2 separate regions of the Zea mays genome follow, and region 2 is linked to region 1. Evidence: chromatin contacts called from public Hi-C data. All regions are on one chromosome and are shown on one strand. Each heading gives the region's core, a stretch centred on a gene start, on an enhancer-like site or on the middle of the called end of the contact. The rest is flanking DNA. Distances are from core to core; before and after follow the strand shown.

What was found. A called contact is a pair of places that touch in the nucleus more often than the background predicts.
Region 2: a Hi-C map of bundle sheath shows a contact between it and region 1, with 2.0 times the contacts expected there. The contact joins two enhancer-like sites. A contact is called at or near these places in 2 of 25 Hi-C or Micro-C datasets (bundle sheath and leaf).

The regions. Positions count from the first base shown.
Region 1 is chr8:136,298,111-136,301,993 of Zm-B73-REFERENCE-NAM-5.0, forward strand. No RefSeq gene overlaps it. Among protein-coding and RNA genes, the nearest start is that of LOC100274142, 43 kb to the right of the region's middle. Within about 2 kb of position 1,996, at least 16 of the 20 cell types and tissues checked have an H3K27ac peak or open chromatin away from gene starts, as enhancers often do. A contact at or near this core is called in bundle sheath and leaf, where this site is marked.
Region 2 is chr8:136,479,617-136,483,499 of Zm-B73-REFERENCE-NAM-5.0, forward strand. No RefSeq gene overlaps it. Among protein-coding and RNA genes, the nearest start is that of LOC103635958, 20 kb to the right of the region's middle. Within about 2 kb of position 2,150, at least 18 of the 20 cell types and tissues checked have an H3K27ac peak or open chromatin away from gene starts, as enhancers often do. A contact at or near this core is called in bundle sheath and leaf, where this site is marked.

The DNA of each region.
Region 1 (3,883 bases), core at 746-3,245:
AGAGATCCCGTGTGTACACGGAGGTTCAGAAAGAGTCACGAAGACTATGACGGCAGTGAGAAGTATTGTTTTCACAGTGATGGTGCAGAGTTTTTCTTGTGATACCGACTCTCTTGATGATGATCTGGATGACAGAGAGTAGGATGATGAGTTTGGGTGTTCAACCATTAGGAAAGTCCTTCAGCTATGGGTCGTTGCAGATTATGAATGTCGGCGCCCTATTTTATGCACCTAGGATGGATGGAGACGATGAGGGCTGGGTATTACAGTCACCAGAATTCCGATGTTAGTTATCATGTTGGGCAAGTGCCATCCTCCACAGCCGAGGAGCATCACTACCAGAAAACGGGTTTCACCGAGTGCAAGTGATTAGCCGAGTGTTTTTTTCGAGCACTCTATAAAGAAGCTCTTTGTCAAGTGCCAAACACAAAACTAAAAAACACTCGACAAAGAATTTATGCGTGAGTTTAATTGCTTTGTGTAGTTATCTAAAGCTTAATGAAAGGAGCCTAAATTACTATGTTTTATGTACGAGCCTAAATTACTATGTTTTGCCAATTACGGTAACTAAAATAGAGTTTTAGTTTACATATTTGTTAATTTGGGGACTAAAATGGAATAAAACGGAGCGACTAGAAATTAGTCCCTAGAAACCAAACACCCCCTTAGTCATCACTTCTTAAATTTTATTTTTGTTATATTCGCATTGTAGTATAATTTGATTTTTACAAGCTAGTTTAGTTCTATATTGATTATTGACAAAGAATTTGCTAATGTGTTGTTTGTTTTTATGTAATCCTTGTGATATAACATTTTATCGAATAATTTGTGTGTCGTTATAACACACTGATATTACACATACTCAAATAGAATTTTGTATATCATAGTGATACTTGTCATTTCGTATCTATGTTTTATACTAATTTTTAACTTTCATGGTAACGCACATACACCTAGTTAATTATTATCACATACACCTAGTTAATTATTATCCCAGATGATAGAGAAGGAGAAAATTAAATTCTCCATCGCAGGAGACGTACGACAGGGACACGTACGGACCTAACCCTAGACGACGGAGAATTGCCCGCCCCTGAAACATCTCCACCAGAGCCAGCAATGCAAGCAGCATGGTCCTCTTCCTCTCCTCCAGCAAAGCAAACCTGATCATTATAAGCCTTGGCCAGCGCAAGCAACCCAAGCGAGTGGAATTAATAGTGTGTGCATATATGCATGTCAGAGTTGGCTCTGGCTGCCTTCCTTTAGCCGTCCAGCTGATGACACCGCAAGGAAAAAGTCCATGTCTGCTGTCTCGCTGGCTAGGCAAAGCACCAAGCAGGCAGCTTGCCGAAGAAGATCGAGTAGCGTGAGATAATAGATATGTGACAGACAAGATGGGTGCCAAGCAAGGCTGCCGCGACGACGGTCTATACCTGAATTATTCCGAGTCCCTGTTGGGAGCTGGAGATGTCAGGGAAATCTGATGCCCACACGGCTAGCTCTCGCGGGGGCGTCGCCGCCTGCATTGTTGGCTGCCGCGTTCTTGCTTGCTCCCGTTCTCGGGCTACCTCCGGTCCTGACAGGGCCTCGCAAACCAACCAATGCAACATTTTTTCGCAGTGACAAGGGCAGGGGTGGTGGTGCTGTCAGTAATGTAGAAAGACACCTAGCTGCAGGCAACAAAAAAAAACTGGTGGGAGGTTAGAAATCAACATTGTTATAGAACGTATGCTGCTGCATTGACTTGACTCACGTATGCCTTCACTCGGATGATACGTGTTCTACAGCCGTACTATACCCAACGTATGAAAAGAGAGCTTGGCAGGCAGTCCAAGTCCATCTTCTTCCTGGCGTGTGTGTCTCGTAGCGGACCAACCATTCCCTTTATTTTTTTTTCCTTCCCATCTCCTCTTCTTTTGTTCCAGCACTAAATAGAGAGGCGTTGACTATTATGGACCGTAGCCCACAAAGCAGCCATGCAAGGGAAGCCGGTGTCGTTGCAGGCCCACAGAACATGCCTTTTTTTCTTGGCCCAGCAAGGCCGAGGGCGCGTTTCTATGATACAGGAAACAGTATTATTTGTTGGATTTATGTACGGGCCCGCTCAACGATGTGTGATGCCTATAGCTGGTCAGATGGAGGCACGACCATTTCGGCAAACGTGTCCGAGCCGACTGGAGGCCAATCATGGCGGTGATTGTGTTAAGTAACCCTAGTTATGGTTATATAGACAAATACTTGCTTTGCTCCTGAGTGGTCTCACATCTCTATATAAGGTGAGAGAGAAGAGAAAAAAGTTAGAGGCTCAACCCTACATCGTGTCTCGTGTGTTTCCTCTGTCGTGCTTATAGAAAGGGAGACGGGTACTCTACAACTTCTTGCGCCTCTACTGCTGACGGGAGCGAAGGGAGCGGATCTGGTGATCCGTGGTAACGTAGTTCTCAACACGTTATCAGCACGCTCTACCTCGACGTTACTGTGGGATCAGATCTGCGTCAACTCATCGTCAAGTCGGCAGGTCCCTGGCCTAGCCGAACTGTCCTACGCGACAGGCTTCGATTTTTGCTCTACGTAATGGAACGATATGTTTAATGTTCTTAATCTACTTTAATTAATTATTTCCCGCAGTAAATAATTAGTACAAAAACACATGCTTGAATATGGGGAAAATGCCTTCACGTACCTGATCTGCTTATGCTCATGCATTAATTCTATTATTATTTTTCTGCTTTATTTCATACAGTAAATAGCAGAAAATTATGAAAATATATATGAAGGCTATAATGCACATACTTAAATCGCTAGACATATTTGTGTCGCGTTAAGCTTTCAGACTCACGCCGAGCGATTAAATTGTATAGTGGGTACCTGAACATGCCGATCAGGCTACGTTGTTAATCGGTTGAGTTATGGCATTAGCTGAGCATTAGCTGCGCCCTGGCAACACGACACAGTATTTGTGTCGTACGAATTTGGCTGCACTCTCGTTTAATCGGACAACTCCCGTTGAGTGGAACCGCCATCTGTGAGTCGCGTATTTTTCACATACCCTGTAGGCAGTCTTTGTCTGCCGTGATCATCGAAACACAATTGCGCACGTTGCGTGGACTTATCGTGTACCCCGATTATCGAGCTATAATTGTGTCTGTTGCGCTTATTACGAAGGATTGTTGTGTTGTTGTAGCCCTGATGGCCGCACACGCGTTGACACCAGACGCTAGAGCTTGTACTCGCGTGGATTGTGGTGTGTCGTTCAAGCCCATGAAATCACATTATGTGCAACCTTCGTAAACAATTTTGTTTGGCTCTATATTTTATTTGATTGTGTTGTGTGGCATCATAGATTTATATGTATCGCCAAGTGGCCTTAACAACTATATCAAGCTCTATAGTGCTTGGAAATCTGGGAATTAAATTGAAATACAATTAAACACAGATAAGTTAATTTTCTGCTCTCTCCTCATGCATAAAGTTTTACCCGAAGTAACCTGAAGATATATAATATAATGCATGAAAGCCTTTTTGGCATAGAAGGCATCACAAATTGGGATTCTATTAGTAAGCAAAAGGTCTTACCAAATAATTAAAGACTATAAATCTCAGCCATATATTGCTCAACCAGATGTTAGCACATTGCTCTCTTTGTCACTAAATGACATAAGGCAAACTATGAGATAAAAGGACATGTAATCGCCAGCAACACGAAGTTGCGAGTATACCGAGAGGTTATTCTGAGAAAATTTTCACTATGTTGATGTGAAAACCATAGTGTGTTCCCGTCGAACCACTTTACTCGTTCTATCTAGAACCTCTATGCTTGTGTCGCATACATCTCTCGGAATTGTAAATACTTATAGTCACTGAATTGACTCGGGATAGTCCT
Region 2 (3,883 bases), core at 900-3,399, 180 kb after region 1:
AACCAAGAATCCACTCCCAGTAAAGGCTTGTTCGGTTATTCCCAATACACATGGATTGGATGGGATTGGAAAAAAATATAAAGAAGTTTGACTTGTTTGGGATTCAAACTCATCCAATCTCACTCAATCCATATGGATTGAGAGCTAACCGAACAAGCCCTAATTCATTTTTTCTCACGGGTCATGTTCATTTCGACGTCGCCGTACAAAAGCGGCATCTGTCTTTTTCCTCTTTCACCGATGGCTTCTGGTGGTTCGATTCTGCTTTGTGTGTATCGCCTGCTGTGTTCTCTCTTAAATTAAATCCATAAATCATCACAATCCTCGGAGAATACATGATATATAGTTTAAAAAACAGAGAGACGCGAAAGAAGCAACTTAGCTTGCTTATCCCAAGTAACTAATTATGAAATGGACGTTGATCTAGTCCACTTTGGTTGGTTGTGCTCAACAATCAATATACACATCCAAACATGCTGTTGCTGCGCTGGTTGATGCCAATTGCCAAGTCTTTAAACAACTTGGTCTTCCCACTACAATGGTTGCTAGCTAGCTACATCGACCGGGACTTACTATGAATCCACGCAGACGATGTAAATATATTGGCAGACTTTAATTCGTATCGATCTCTACTACTTTTACAGTATTTTGTCTTTATAGATTACAGATACAGCAATACAAATAGTTAACTTTAATTTGAAGCGAATAGCCTCACAAGTCAAATCCACTTAACCAAACAGCAAATCGCATGTTTAGACGTACTGTATGTATGGGGGTCCGTCTCCGCGATGGGAAAAGAAGAAGAAGACGACGACGACAAGAATAACAACACGGTGACGTGACAAAAACTGGTCCCTTTTGTCAACGCAAAGTACGAACGAGCCCATCGTCAGCATTGACCACCACCACGGTGCGGTGCCTGCAGATGACATGGTGACAGAATTTCTGCAGAGATGTGATGTGACCACGGTGCCTTGTGGAGAAAGACGGAAAATTCGATACTCTCTCTTTTTCTTTGAAAAGGTGGAAATTCTAATTCCCCTGCCTCCAGACAAGTCAAATCTGTAAATACAAGCATCAAATCAAAATAAAATAAAAATGCAACGTTACAAGTTAAATAAAACAATTCAAAAAATTTAACCAATAAATCTGTATGAGAAATTCAAATTTCCCGTATTAAGTGTTGGTATATTTTCGATGACGAGATATTTTGTTTTGGAGTCTTCTCTATGCTGCTAGTAGTTTTTTTAATAAATACTTGTAAAATTTTGACTTCTAACTAGACCTATAATTATTCTTTTGGACGGAGATAGTACGTAGTTCCTCTGTCTGTAGTTCTTGTTTCTTGAAGCCGAAAGATTTAAAGTTTCACTAAAAGAAGTACTAGCATTGACCCCCTTTGTCCTAGCTTTGTCTAATTATGTACTATAAAATATGGTTGATATTTATGATAAGTATCTTTACATTAATTGTTAAATATATATTTATAGCAGACTTTTTAGAGATATAAATGTAGCTAAGATCTTATATAAATCTAATTTAAGGTAGGTCAACGTGCATAGACCACTACGTGTCGTTCTACTTTTTTTTAGGACGGAGAGAGTATGAGAAAAACTAACCTAATTTATATGTATCAGTCTTATAGTTACGTTCTTCTGTAAACCTGCTTCACACGACGAATTGATGTTGACATCAGTTCGTAGCCTCTAGTTTACACACTGTTCGTTGCGGCTTCTGTTTTTTCTACAATATTTTGTCTCTGTAGATTGCAGCAACAGCAGTTCGAACGGTTAGTCATTTTTAGTCCCTAAGTTGCCAAACACAGGGACTTAGGATTATCTCTATGTTAATCTCCGTGTTTGGTAATTTAGGGATAAAATAAATGAACTAAAAATTAGTTCCAAGAAACCAAACATCTCGTAGTCTTTCCTCACTTTTCATAAGTAGTTTGGTTGTTGTTGCTTTGACGTCTAATTGTGTATGGTGTGGTATGATTCTATGATGCACCACTTAGACCATATCTAGCAGCTACCCCATCGCGAGTGCAGAAACGATCTTGTTTCCATAGTGGGGCCCACGACGCGACGCGGAGACGTGAGGCTTCCTTCCAGTAGCTCGCGAATTCGCCAACACCGAAGGCTTCGTCTCCTTGTCGGCTGTGCGCAACGCTGCCCTCTGGCAATCCCCCTCCCCTTGCATGTCGGCTGTAGGGGCACCCTACGGCCGCAGCGGTCCCCCTACAGCGCCCCCTACGTGTCGGCACCCTTCTCTCTCCCCCCAGATCTAGCGTATCACTGTTCATCACCCTAAACACTGTACTGTGGGTCCACGAGTAATTGTTAGTAGATAAAAAATTGATAGTTGATATAGAAAATGATATTTTATAGTTGTAGTGAGGTATAGGGGAGTATTTAGGGGGAACCGCTGCGGGAGATGAAAAAATAGGGAGGAAATAAAGAGAAAAAGTGATATAGGGGAAAAAAATTAGGGGTAATGGTTGCGGATAGCCTTACGTGGCCACGTGTGATGCTACAATACCCAATCGTCCCCTAAAAGTCGTGTGTAGGACCGTTTACGGTACCCACTAGACAAAGCCCTTAAGATAAGTTTAATAATATAGCTAACAACGGGTTTTTATGATGTTGTCATGTCACATATAGCTAACTAAAAGCCTACTCATATAATAACTCTCTCATAATATAAGATATACATTAAATACTTGGTCCACCTCTCTCACACACTTAGAGAGCCTTGGAATCCGTGTGCAACCCACTCTCAGGTGGCTACTAATGAGAGCAAGTGTAAGTGCAATCAACCCTAATTGAGGGTTTTGGTGATTAAATGACAAAACAAACAGAGATTCTAACAAGTTTGCTCCTAGCATGTACACAGTTATTTTACAAACAGGAGAAGCACATATCATATGAGTATGCAAATGTAAAAGCACACAGTGGATTAAAATTCTACATCATATAGCGTGCTCCAAGTGCTTGGGAACAACGACAATTTGCATTTTATAATTCTTGAGTCATAGAAATCGCCGTTCAATTAAGAGGGATCCACAATAGTTAAGTAAGTGATGCGATGAGCTCAGTCCAAACCTTTTCAAATCCTCTAAGAGAATATTTTACTAGATCATGAATGCTCTTGGAAAAACCATTTTCACTCCCCACTAAAGTTTCACCTTGGTTCACCTCAGTTTTCTCAAAATTTGTTCATCAAATTAAAAAACCGGTTCAACCGAACCTAAAACCGGTTCCACTGGTTTCTGCACTGTTCCTTCTGTCACCTTCTGACCTGCCAGTCTGCCAGTCAATTCTGTCAAAAAAAGTCGTGTGCAGAGTTTTTCAAAAACCGGTTCAACCGGATTTGAGTCCGGCTCAACCGAATTTGGGACCGATCGAGTCTCCGGCTGAGTCCCTCAGTGAACCGAGAACTCCCTGGTGGAAACCTATTCAACCGGTTTAAGAATCAGTTCAACCGGTTTTGAGTCTCTTTTTCCCAACGGCTGCTAGCTTTTGGGGGATCCTTTAAATACCCCCCACACTCTCTCTCTCTTCATTCACTCCTGCCCCTTCCACGATTTCTTGGCTGACCAACTTCCAAACAAGGGCATTCAATTCACCTCTCACACCCAAAATCGCATCTCCTTCAATCGTTTGAAGGATCCTTGGTGTGAGGTGAAGTCGATCTAACACACTGTTGATTTCATCTTGATTCTCCCATTCTCTTCATTTTTGAGCTCATTGCAAACTTAACCTTGTGCGGATTTGTTACTCTTGGAACCTTGCGTTCCTTGACGGATAGAGGTTGCTTGGGAGTCTCCAAATTTGTGGACGACCCCAAGAAGTTTGTATCACCCGCTCGTTGAGCAAATTTGAGA